Linked DNA regions of Sus scrofa: region 2 is linked to region 1. A link is a contact called in public HiChIP or PLAC-seq data. All regions are on one chromosome and are shown on one strand. The core of a region is the stretch at or near the end of the contact, and the rest is flanking DNA. Distances in the headings are between cores, read along the strand shown. Region 1 holds the start of FAM107B (protein FAM107B). Region 2 overlaps FAM107B (protein FAM107B).

Region 1 (6,702 bases), core at 2,496-4,995:
ATCTGGCGCTGCTGCGGCTGTGGCGTATGGTATAGGCCGGCAGCTACAGCTCTAATTCGATCCCTAGCCTGGGAACTTCCAGGTGCTGCAGCTGTAGCCCTAAAAGACAAAGAAGAGGAAGGCTCACAAGTCATTATCTCCTCCAGATATCTGGGGACTTCTAAAAATGCCTCCATTCGAGATCTCACCCAACCAAATTTCCTGGCCCACTTTTTCCGAACATTTGCACAGAGAATTCTGGATGGAGGGGGCAGGTGGGACATAATGATATGAAGCCTCCCTCTTTGCAGAGAAAAGTTTTCCACCTCCTCAGCCACACTCCTCAAAAATCAGTAAAAGTCTTTTCCACATTTACTTGGACATTTTAAACAATGAAGAAACCAAAGGAGTTCCTGTTGTGGCTCAGTGGTTAGCAAATCCAACTAGGAACCATGAGGTCGTGGGTTTGATCCCTGGCCTTGCTCAGTGGGTTAAGGATCTGGCGTTACCGTGAGCAGTGGTGTAGGTCGCGACACGGCTCGGATCCTGGCTGCTGTGGCTGTGGTGGAGGCCAGCAGCTACAGCTCTGATTCGATCCCTAGGCTGGGAACCTCCATATGCCACGGGAGCGCCCCTAGAAAAGGCAAAAAAAAAAAAAAAAAAAAAAAAAGAGAGAGACAAAAAAATGAATGAATGAAAAATGAATGAATGACAGCAACATACAGTTTAAGGACGGGATTTCCCATAGCACTTCTCACACACAAACCAAGTCTACTCTTTAAACATCCTAGGAATGGAACGGCAGCTGGCCATCACAACTAGCCAGAGCAAGTCCAGAGCCCTGGGCCACTCCCCAATTTTTCTCTCCTACCTACAAGGCAACAAGACTTTGAGGAGCAAAGCGACTCAACTCTAACCAGCTTGGCTATGCTGCTTAGACTGTTCGAGGCCACAGGAGGATTGAAAAATAAGATTTAGAGATTTTCACACCCCCCTTTTAGCACCTATTGACATCTGTATGGAGAAAGGTACCATTATTATAGCAGATTACATACTGCTCACAGCCACTGATCCTCCATTTCCACAGGGTACCCCTGCAGATACCAAAATCCAAGGATGCTCAAATCCCTGGTCTAAAAGGATGCAGTTCGATGAACACAGTCGGTCCTCTGTATCCACGGGTTTGGCACCTGCAGATTTGATCCTGTATTGGTTGATTATACGGATACGAAATTTGAGGGCCAACTGTAATACACACACATCCCCACCAAGCACGCATGCAGATTAAGGAGCCCCGTTAGAAACAGGAACAAAGACTGCACCTGACAGCACACAACCACAACTTCCTTCTTGCAAAATCTTCTAACTTCAAAAAGTATTGCATCATTCTAATGCTCAATCTAGAAGTTCTAAACACTTGTCTCCAAGGCCTCTTTGTGACTTTGCAAACAGGAGAAATTCAACGTTGGTCAATTTTACAAGTGGAAGATAAATGTGATGACAGAAGCCGTCAGGGGCCCAATGTCGGGTTGAGCAAAGTGTTCTCTGTTTTTGTTTTTCACCGAATACACACCCTCAAAACTACCCACTACTCATAGGAAAACCCTTCTTATTTTACTTTCTCAATGCAAGGTCTTTTAGAAGCAATCATGTCACCACCTACAAAACCACTGCTATGCCTTGTTCTATGAAAAGAGCTCCTTTCCATGGTATAATTCTCAAGAATCTCAGAATACCATTCTATTTTAAATAATTTTAAAGCTGAAAGGCTTACCTTTATTTTTAAAAAAACTCAGGGGTGGGAAGGAGTGGGACACACAGGGAGTTTGGAGTTGGTGGATGCAAACTGTTACCTCTGGAATGGAGAGGCAATGGACTCCTGCTGTACAGCAGAGGGATTTGTATATGACTGGTTCAGTTTGCTGTACAACAAATTGAAGAAACACGGTAAATCAACTATAATTTAAAAACATTTTAAAAAATAAAAGAAATTAAATTTTAAAAAGTCAACCCCAAACCACTCCTAAAATCCAAAGAATATTATTTTCAATGTTTCTGTCGTATTACATTCTTCCATTTTAAGTGGAACTTGCATTGTTTTTTCTACTTCTTCCCTCCCCCTTCTGTACAGGTGGTTATTTGCCAGGCTACAAGGAAATATATTTCAAACAACTTGTTGGCAAGCCACTGTTGAAGACTATGGCTATTAGAGATCATAAATTAGATTGATGTGAGTGATAAAGATTAATAATCAGTAACTCTCATTTATTCACACACGCACACACACACACACACATTCACAACGGCTGTCACGCCATAAATGAAGCAAAGATGCCTTTATCCTCAGGGTATGTTTGGGTGGTTGAGTATTTGAGTGACTTTTTCCTCCTATATTTCTTTGGAAATTTTTAATAAACATATATAATTTTATACTTAAAAGTTTTAAACTGGAAACTACCAGCACTAAGAAATCTCTAGACAGGAATTCCAGATACTATTTCAACTTAAGGCAACTTGGACAGCTAAAATCTCCAAAGTGCTGGAGGGGGAACGAGTCCGGAGGAGAAACCAAGAACCTGTTAGCAAGTCTAACAGGCCTCACCCCCGTTTTCTGTATTTATTTTAATATCACACCCACTTTAATCAAATAACTTTGCTTTATGGTCACTGAGAGGGTATGGTATCTTGATTTGCTGCAGAGACTAAGATCTGTAATTTATCCTCAACGGGATTCCTTTTCACATTTCAGAGGGACTGCTACCATCCCCTACACAGCCTGTCAAAACCTGGCCCGACGCATCCGCGTCGTCCGTGAGGAACCTGAAGATGTTTGGAGAGAAGTTAGGAGAATCAAAATTTTAGGACTTGGGTGCAGAGTCCACCCAACTTAGTGGGTTCACTGGAGGAGCAAAAGCGGAGAGGAAGCAAATACGGAAAAGTTACTTGCAGACTGTTTGGAAACAGTGCCCGGGTCACCTTTAAACCAGCGGGGCAAACCGGCCCCCCGCAGCCCCTCCTTTGTTTGCCCAGGCGGAGGCTCGGCTGCGCCCGGGCAGCGAGGGGCGAACCCAGCGCCCAGGGCTCGGCATCTGGCCGTGTGCGGCGCACCGGGTGGGCAGCGCATCCCCGCTCCAGGCAGGGTCTCTCCATTTTCAGGGCCGAGAAAGCAACAATAAGCCGAGCAGTGTGGCCGCCGGGGCTCGCCTCCCTCGCGGCGTCCCCCGGCTACCCCGCACCCCGGGGCTCCCAGAACCACTGCGCGTGACCCCCCGCCACGCCCCGGGCCCGCGCCCCGCGTCCGCCCCCGGTACGGCGCTGGGTGGCCCCGGGCTCCTCGCACGCCCACCGCCCGGCGTGCAGTCCTCGCGCGCGTACAGGGACCCTCCCGCCCCAGGGCAGGCCGGGAGGGGCAGCCCGGCGACCCTTCCTGCCCCGGAGACCCTCAGGTCGGGAGTCGAGGCAGGGCGGGCGGCCGCGCAGTGGCCCCGGCGGGCACCCCGCCTCCCCCGAGCTCCTAGTCTTTGTGTGCAAAGTAAGTGCGGGAGGCAAACCCACCTCTGCGCGCGCACAAAGGCGCGCGGCGCCCTTCCCGGCGCTCGCTCCGGGCGTCCACGGAGGCGCCCGGCGGCTATAGGCGGACGGAGGCGGCGCGGGCGGCGGCTCAAACGGCGTCGGCGACTGCCAGTCCGGCGCAGGGCGGCTCTTTCACACCCGGCGGCCCCGCGCGTCCGAATTAAGCGACGGGGCGGGGAGAGGGTGGGGCGAGTCTGCTGATGACACGCCCTCGGACACGCCCCGGACACGCCCCGCCGCGCTGGCTGAAGCTCGGTGCTCGGGACCCGGGCCTCGGGGGGACTGTGCTGGGAGAGTCTCGCGGATTAGGTTCCGGGAGGTTTTCCTTATCTGGTTTTAGGCTGGTTGGCTTCGGAAACTCTCCCAGGAGAGGGAATATTGGAAGGGAAAAAAACAACAACAACAACAACAGCTGAGTGTCACCGGATGAGTGAGAGCGAAATGGGAAATTAAAGGCGGCAGGCACGCGTTTGCGGGACCCACGATTAAAGATCTCTCTCTCTGTCTGTCTCTGTCTCTCTCTCTCTCTCTCTCTCTCTCTCTCTCTCACACACACACACACACACACACACGAGTTCGCGGGAGCGTTTGGCTGGTGGGTGTCTGGTCTCCACCTCCACTCCGCGCCTGTAACATTCAGAGAGGCTGTCCCCATTTAAATTCTGCCAAGACGTGACCGAAGCAAACTCAAAGGGAATGAGGAGGAGACGCATCAAATTTGTTGAAATGGTTCACATTTACTGTCAAACCATAGCCTGAAACCCAGTGACAGAGGAATTTGCTCAGATTCTTCCCCCTCCCCCGCTCATCAAAGGGTAATTGGAGATTTAAACTTGTGCAAAAGGAGAAAAGGGTTTGTTTTACCTCTTTTTTTTCCCCCTCTGATATTCGTTTTTCTCAGCGCTCTTACAGCAAATGGCTTCTCTGCCCAACCCTAAGATTCTTAGATTACAATCTACCCGAATCACAGCAGGTACAAAAATGAGAGATATCTGTTTCAAAGTCACAAACAGTAAAGACAGCAGGTAATGGATTTTTAGATCAAAAGCTTTTTAATTTTCTTGGCAACAGATGAATAAGGGCTGATTTATGGGGAAGCTTTTCTGACTGAAACAGCTTGGGTCATGATCACACAGAAAAGTCCTATCAATTATGAATTTCAGCAAACAAATGACTTAGTCCAAAGATGCTTTCAGGCCACAGCACTTTAAGACCCTGGTCATCCCCAGGCCTGAAGCCCACTGAGGAGTGGGGTCACCTGCCACAGGATTTAGAAAGAGGAGTTCCCTCCCAGCCCAAGAAACGCACCTGTATGAACTTTATCCACAAGTTTCCCACAAGTCTTACTTCTCTCCCATTCTGAGTTGTGTTGTTTCTATTCTTGACAATGGGTCCACCAGCTACCAAAACCAGAACCTGGGATCCAACCTAGATTTTCTCCCCACTCTCCACATGAGAGTCAATTTCAAGTCCTGCACATACTAGGTGATGCCTCCATAGCCACCCCCACCCCTGCCCCACACCCCCATCCCCCCAGCTCTGCCACAGTTGCCCTTTAGGGTCTACCACTGCACTCTAGCAGTAGCCTCCCAACTGTTCCTAGCCTTCAATCTCACAAATGCTTTTCCTCCAAACTGCTTCCCCCGTGAATTTCCCAAATGCAAATCTGTTCTTAAAACCCTTTAATGCGTGCCCAAGTCCAAGTCCTACTACATGACCAAGTTCAAGCTCCTTCCTACAGTACCCCATAGACCGGCATGCAAGTTCAAGCTCACTCCTACAGTACCCCATAGAGCAGCACGCAAGTTTGGGGGTGAGGTGGTTGGCCACATGGAGTTCCTGGGCCAGGAATCAAATCCAAGCCATTTGCAAACTAAGCTGCACTTGTGGCAACGGGGGATCCTTTACCCACTGTGCCAGTCCTGGGATGGAATCCATATCCCAGGATTTTCACTAATCCCACTGCACCACAGAGGAAACTCCAGTACACAAGTTCAAGCTCCTTCCTACAGTACCCCATTGAGCAGCATGCTTCCTGATACCGCCTTGACAACTTCCCTGTGCTCTTGCTACATCCCCCAAACAAACACACTTGGCTCCACTCAGCCAGAGTGCTGTATTTGCTAACTGGCCCTGTTTTTTTGAATATGAAGACTAGATGAAGGAATCTGTCATCAGTTAGGCTTTAACACACAACTCCCCTCTGCCTAACACACCTGCCTCCCCCAAACTCCCAAGAGCTCCTCTCCTCTCTGAGACCCAAGTTCTTCTGAGAAGACTTCCTGACCTGTTCACATGGAATTGACCTTTTCTGCCCCTCCCATACCTGGCATGGCCTTGTAATGCATGCCCTGGATCATAAATATATGCCCTCCTTGAGCAGAGTTTATACTTGATATATATACATCTTTCCATCCTCCTGTTTAACCTAGTGTCTGGCATATAGGAAATATTAGGGACGAAACTGTGTCTTCCCCAAATTCATCTGTTGATGCCCCAACCCCCAATGTGGCTGTATTTGGAGATAGGGCCCTCGGGAGGTGATTAAGGTTAAATGAGTTCGTGATGGTGGGGCCCTAATCCAATAGGACTGGCGACCTTATAAGAAGAGGAAGAGACAGCAAAGAGTGCTCTTTCTCTGCATACACACAGGGGCCATGCGAGGACACAGCAGACACAGCGAGAAAGCAGTTTCATCTGCAAGCCGGGAATAGGCCTCACCCGAAACCAACTCTGCTGACACCTTGATCTTGGACTTCCAGCCCCCAGAACTGTGAGAAAATAAACATCTGCTGTTTAAGCCACTGTTACAGCAGCTCCAGCAGACTAACACGAGAGGTATGCATTAGATTCTAGACTATCCCTGGAAAAGCACTGACCCACCAGTGAGCCTGTAATGTCACCCCAAAGCAGCCTGGACAAATGTCTATGATGCCAGTGCAGTGCACAGAGTGTCTCGGTGTGATAAGTGACCACACAGCCTTGCCCTGCCCTGAAGAAAAACAGAAGCGTGCAGCTTACTCCATAGACCGGGTATTAATGCCCATGGGCTCTCAGTTTTGGCCTCATTTTTGGATAGGAACCATTATTTCTTTTTTTATTTTTTTACAGCTGCACTTACATGGAAATTCCTGGGCCAGGGGTGGAATC
Region 2 (6,702 bases), core at 2,554-5,053, 55 kb before region 1:
CGCTCTGTGCTCCTTCCCCTACATCCAGAGCATGACACATCCCACCCATCCTGTGTCTTCACAGTGTTTTCGTTTCTGTTACAAAGTTATTGATGGGAGCGGGGGGATACTGATTAAATGTGGGAGGCCTTCTTATCACCAGCCAGAGGGAGGCTGCTACTGGCAACGCCATAAACACCTTTAACAAACCCCTTGGTCCAGCGTCTTTGATGTGACCTAACTTCCGATTAATTTCTTTTACTTTTCGGGTTTCTGCATTCAAAATCTGCATGTAACATAAATACTGAAATTTGATTATCATGCCATTTTCTAGTCTTAAAATTCAAACTGGCAAGCACACATCACCAGTCCTTATTTCAAAACGGCCAAGTTTCTGAATAAAGGCACCTCCCTTGGTGCGTTTACCGTATGTGATTTTCTGAGGCAGAAAACCTCAGTCATTCATTTCAGGAAACTACAAAGGAGCTGGATGGGAAGATGGTGGGTTGAGGCCCAGGCACCCCTGAGAGGAAGGAAACGACACAGACCAGAAAAAACTTCCTGCTGGACTAGCTTTCAAAGCCCTCAAATGTTCCTGTCTTCAAGAGGGGAATATTAATTCCATAAAAGGCATGACCCGGTCCAACTGGGAAACCAAATAAATATTTTCAGAAAAGACGACTATCTTCAGGAGGACTTAATCAGAGACACTTAAGCACACAGAGACCATTTGCTCAAATTCCTCAGCATCAGAGAGGAGGCGATTGAGGCCCAGGAAGATGAGACGGCTGAATTCACGGAGAAAGTGGGCGAACCTGCTCTAACACCAGGGTCTGCCTCCGGCCCTCACTCCTCGAGGCCTTCCTGTCTCTCTCACTTCTGACTCTTATACCGAACTATATCGAATTCCTAAATTCATGTTCTACATTTCCTACTCTTTTGGGGGGGTGTTTTTGGCACTGGCACTAACGCCGCTGTTAGCATTACCCTTGATCAATGACTAGATGGCATCGTTGAAGACGATAATGTGCTTAAATTATAAGTATCCTTCAATAACAGCATCCAGCTTCCATCTGCTTCTACAGCCTGCCAAATTCCAGAAAAGTACAAAGTCACTGTGATGATTAAAAAAAAAATGCCTCTTAGGGCATAGAGAAGGCTACTCATTTGCTTTTTTTTTTTTTTTCTTTCTTGGCTGCTCTGTGGCATATGGAGTTCCCAAGCCAGGAATCAGATCTGAACAGAAGTTGCAACCTAGCTGCAGCTACAGCAATGCTGGACCCCCAACCCACTGAGTCAGCCAGGGATGGAACCTGCATCCCAGCGCTCCCAAGATGCCACAGATCCCATTGCACCACAGCGGGAACTCCCCGTCTTTTTCTTTAAACCTGAGATACTAACCTTGAACAACTACAATTTTTTTTTTTTGTCTTTTTGCCATTTCTTGGGCAGCTCCTGCAGCGTATGGAGGTTCCCAGGCTAGGGGTCTAATCAGAGCTGCAGCCACTGGCCCACGCCAGAGCCACAGCAATGCAGGATCCGAGCCGCATCTGCAACCTACCACAGCTCACGGCAATGCCGGATTGTCAACCCACTGAGCAAGGGCAGGGACTGAACCCGCAACCTCATGGTTCCTAGTCGGATTCATTAACCACTGCGCCACGACCGGAACTCCAGCAACTACAATGTTAAAAACCAGTGACTGATGTTCCCATCGTGGCGCAGTGGTTAACAAATCCGACTAGGAACCATGAGGTTGCAGGTTTGATTCCTGGCCTTGCTCAGTGGGTTAAGGATCCGGCATTGCCGTGAGCTGTGGTGTAGGTCACAGATGCGGCTCGGATCCTGCGTTGCTATGGCTGTGGCGTAGGCCGGTGGCTACAGCTCCAATTTAACCCCTAGCCTGGGAACCTCCATATGCCGCGGGAGCAGCCCAAGAAATGGCAAAAAAAAAAAACCTCAAAAAAACAAAAAAAACAAAAAAGCAGTGACTGCTCACAGCGACTTCAGCCATGCTCTAAAAACTCTCCCTTTACCATCTCACTGTTTTCCTATTAAGACCTCCTCAAGCATGAGTATTCAGGATTAAATCAAAGAAACTATTGGAAAAGTGAAAACCAGTCCTGCTCACAGTAGAGAAGTAGAGACAGGTCTTCCTGACAACCGACCCCACTATGCCATCAGGACAGAAAAGCTCAGCACTGGATCCAGACTCTGAGCCTGCCCGTGCCTCACAAAAATGAACGGACGTTCCCTTTTTCTCACTAACCTGTGACTGCTGATTCTTCACCAAGTGACACTCTAACCCCACTTGAAGTTCCACCTCCCTTAATAAAAATTAAGATACCCGATCACTGGGTTGTGCCCGCTTCTTGATCACATCCACCCCAGGTCTGGCCCCATCTCTCTCACCCCACCTTCAAGTGCAAACCCAACTCTGCTTTTCCAAGAGAATCCCAATGTTCTTCCAGGTTCCACTGGCCCTCCTGCAGAAGCTCAATGAACCAAATCTCTACAATTATACATCCCTCCCTGGTGGCTGCTGACTAATGAGATTCAAGGCTCTTTTGTCTTAATAAGTCACTAGCAAGATGAGGTAGAGAAAAAAGAACCTCAAAAAAAAAGGTCCCCAGGAGTTCCCACTGCGGCTCAGGGAAAATGAACCTGACTAGCATCCATGAGGATATAGGTTTGATCCCTGGCCTCGCTCAGTGGATTAAGGATCCAGGGTTGCTGTGAGTTGTGGTATAGGTCGAATATACAGCTTGGACCCTGCATTGCTGTGGCTGTGGTGTAGGCTGGCAGCTGTAGCTCCGATTAGACCCCTAGCCTGGGAACTTCTGTATGCCATGGATACAGCCCTAAAAAGCAAAAAAAAAACAAAAGGAAAGAAAAGGTCCCCAAACCTAAATCCTGACTCATAACTTCCCTGGGTCTGCTTCCCCTACTGGTAAAATGACAGCCAGATATCCTACATTTTACAACTTTTCATCTCACATGTGCTATATCTCAGCCATACTATGGGCCAAATTGGGTTATTTCTATGAAAAAAAAAAAGGTGCTCTGACTCTCACTCACTTAACTATTTCACTCCTGAAATAGGGCACAGTCAGAATTTGTCTGGAAAACGTCATTTTCAACTCTGAAAGAGGTCTTCGTGACAGACACGATGGTGTTTTTCTGAATGGTGAACATGTTTCATAATTACAAGAACATGAGTTGACTCTTACTTGGCTTCTGCTTCCACAGTGAGAAACTGTCATGAGGATTGGGACACGTGCCCATCCTGGTGTCTGGGGATTGTCTGGCTCTAACTAAACCCCAGAGAGCAGCTACTGGCACGGCCCAAGTCCCCCGAATTCAAGTCTGTTATTCCCACTTATCCCTCTTCTGGAGACTCTGGGGACTTTCCCTGAACAACAAACAGCCAGTAAGGAGAACACTAGAATCAAGACAGCATTATGAAGCCAACTATTGTCAGACCGACCAGAACCAGGAGTGTCCATCCCTTAATGAAGAGTGTCCTTCCTACGTGCGAGCCTTGGGTTAGACCCTAAAGTGCTAGGGAGAAGGGAGATGTGCTCCCTTGTCGCACAGGACTTGGGCTGGTGGAGAGGACAGGCCCGCCACCCAGCGTGTGACATGTACACTTTGAAGGTGGGAAGCCTGGCTGGTCTCAGGCATAAGGTCTTCCTCTGATTGCTCCTCCTTCCTGCTACCAAAGGTGAATGTTCTGCCCTGTGACTCCATCAGGGAGGACGCTCTGGCCCCAGGAAACCCGTGCCTAAAAGCAGCTGCAACCACGAGGGCTCACTGTCACCTCTCACACGAGGGTGGTGTCAGGCTGTGCAAGGCTGCGTTAGGGATCAGCAGGCTTTCTCAATGCTCGGCCTCAGCAGCCCCAGCACCTCCAAGAGGAAAGGCAGACGAGGAAAGCATCTCCCGTCCCCGCCCCTGCCCACCCAGGTCTCTTTACCAGGAAGGGAGGCCACGCCCAGAAGCCCCCTTCCCACACCTCATTGGGCAGAGCTGTGTCATGTTATCACCAGACCAACAAAGGATTCTGGGAAAGGGTGGACGCAGCATCGGGGTGGGCCAGTGGCTGTTAGGGAGATCGTCACTCTGCCACACACAGACTGTTGTGGGTGGAATGTGTCCTCCCAAACTCTGTAGGTTGAAGCCCCATCCCCCAATGTGACAGTACGTGGAGGTGGGTGGGCCCTTTGTGAAATGGCTAGGATTAGACCAGGTCATGAGGGTGGGGCCCCCAGGATGGGATTAGTGTCCTTTAGAAGGAAGAAACAGCAGAGCTGGCGCTCCCCACCCCCGCCACCACACAAGGACACAGTAAGAAGGCTGCTGTCCCTAAGCCAAGAAGAGCCTCTTCCCCAGGAATCCACTCAGCCAGCACCCTCATCTCAGACTTCCAATAAGGGAACCGTGAGAAATGAACCTCTGTTGTTTAACCCACCCAAGTCTATGATAGTTTGATATAGCAGCCCGAGCCGCTAGGACACATCCTCAATTCAACTGTCCTCAAAGGCACGCCAACCTCCCTCCAAGGGGCTCCTGGGGCTCCTCGGGGTGAGGCCAACTGCTCCCCACCTAGGCTTCAGAGCTGAAAGGGAAACTAGAGCAATGCTAATTTCTGAAACATATTCAGTGCTCACAGCATCAGGAACGAAAGCAACACAAGCAACAAAGACCAGGGACTTTTTAATGGAAACCCTTTCAGCCTTGAGCTTTCCCTTGTACACAAAAAGCTCCCTTTGTAAACTAAGGGGATTTTTGGCAAAAGTTCAAACGTATACACATTTGTAGGAGGTGTGGGCTCTGCGTTGGGGAGTCAACTAAACTGACTCTTCCCTTTTTCTGCTTGAACCCCACACATGCATTCAGTTCCCTCCAGAGGCTTGTCAATCTAAGACACCAAGCCTTCACTTTTCCCACAGGCTGTCTTGCAGTCCCAGGAAAACAAAAAAGAGCCCTGAGTTTCTCCAGGTACAGTCACAGGTGGAGGAAAACTCGAAATAAGAATCGGGGGAAAATGACAGCAACCTATGTGGCAAACAAGGAACAGAGAAAAAACAAAAAACCTAGAAACAAGGTACCTGCTTTTCAACCAGCAGGTGTCAGGTGCCACAAGGCCTGAAAAGCATCGGAGCTTTCATCATCACTGAAATGGGAGGGAGCTCACTGTTAATTGGAAAATAATCAAGGTTTCAAAAATTTACATATTCCCACAGAAGCCTGAGAGAATCACTTGAGTGATGAAGAGATACATCCTCCATAATCCAGATCCTACAGAAGCGAAATAAAAGTTTTCCTCCTCATTCAAACAAGAGGTTTTAAGGATGCTTATGTGTTTTAAGCACAATTTATGATGCCTGCAGTACTCTCATGTTTACTTGGTAGCCTAGATCCTCAAGGAAATTCTTCCTTTCTTAAAAGAAAGCCTTAACCATCGCTGGTTCCTCCAGCCATCCACGTATGTAGAACTCAAACCACTTATCACTGTGTTGACAGCACCCAGGTCTCCAGCCAACAGGAATTAGGCCTTTTGCCCTCAGTACCTCCATCAGGCTACTCACTCTGGCATCTCCAGCAAACCCTGTTGCTAACCAAAAATACTATTTGTTCTATGTTTTCCCCAAGTCTTGACACATCAACAGTAGCAATACGGATTAAGTAAAAGAACAGGATGGGCTGGTAACAGCGAATGCCCTGCCCGACCCCAGTTCCATCCGAAATGGAGAACGCTGCTGCTCTTGCTTGCTCAAGTTACCTAAGTTTGAAATGGTTTCACTTCTTTTGCTGCAATAGGATTCATTACTCAAGAACTCGGCATCCAGAAACTTCCCATCATCAGCTTCTGACTTCTCTCACAGCTCTTGTCCAAAAGTTGAGAACACTGTCTGTTTTCAACTCCACACACAAGAGGAGCTACTGGTTAATTTAATTAAATGAAAAGGCCAAGGACAAAGGACATGTCAACACATTCACAATGAAAAGTTGTCCTCTCCTCACAGCTGGTTATAAAGGAAATCATTAATTGCTTCCGGAAGAACAGTTAGAAAATAATTCTCTAACAAGAAACTGCAGATTTATCATGATAGCTAACTACTTCCCTTATGCCTTAAAAAAAAAAAAAAAATCTGAAAAGCTTAATTAAGACAGGATAGTTTTACTTATTTAAAATTAGTATTCAAAAGTAAAATGTAGTCAAAGGGCCATGAACAATGAGATAATTCTCTTCAAAAGTTTTCAAGGCAATTCAAAGAACAAAACCTCCTTCCTGTAGTTTATAATCTTACAAATGTCAAACTGAGTAAGTGTCCAAGTATTTAGGAGTCCAATTTTAGATTTTTAACTTTAGTCTCTAGAACAAAATCTAAAACACAACAGTATGTGTGAAACTAAGAAGGGCCCTATCAACTTTATTTTCATAATTTCCTCCATGAAGCTTCAGGGCTCAAGTCACAAACCTTATTTTCCACTTATAAAACAGATATTAGCTCTGGGGAAAAAAAAAAAAAATTCTGTGTTGCCACTCTGTGTTCCTAAATTTCATTCTGTTAGCCATTTACAAAAGCCAATGTCAAGGACTCATTTAAAGCACTGTTATTCTCTGCACATTTACTGGCTCTAAAGCTGATAAACTTCCTGAAATACCTTGGATCAATGGCTTTCGAATTTTTCTGTCTGTAATCCTCTTTATGCACA

The links. HiChIP or PLAC-seq counts read pairs in DNA pulled down with a chosen protein or histone mark.
Region 2: an H3K27ac HiChIP or PLAC-seq map of alveolar macrophages shows a contact between it and region 1. The contact joins the enhancer-like site here to the promoter of FAM107B in region 1. A contact is called at or near these places in 2 of 5 promoter capture datasets (fetal liver and liver), 4 of 47 Hi-C or Micro-C datasets (brain, embryonic fibroblasts, fetal liver and 1 more) and 1 of 2 datasets of contacts at active chromatin or transcription factors (alveolar macrophages).

The regions. Positions count from the first base shown.
Region 1 is chr10:47,137,819-47,144,520 of Sscrofa11.1, reverse strand. FAM107B (protein FAM107B) reads right to left here and starts at 3,745. Exons shown (of 4, transcript XM_021064842.1): 1 at 3,535-3,745.
Region 2 is chr10:47,193,037-47,199,738 of Sscrofa11.1, reverse strand. All of the region lies in intron 1 of FAM107B (protein FAM107B), which reads right to left. Among named protein-coding and RNA genes, the nearest start is that of FAM107B, 56 kb to the right of the region's middle. Within about 2 kb of position 3,803, at least 15 of the 83 cell types and tissues checked have an H3K27ac peak or open chromatin away from gene starts, as enhancers often do. A contact at or near this core is called in alveolar macrophages and omental adipose tissue, where this site is marked.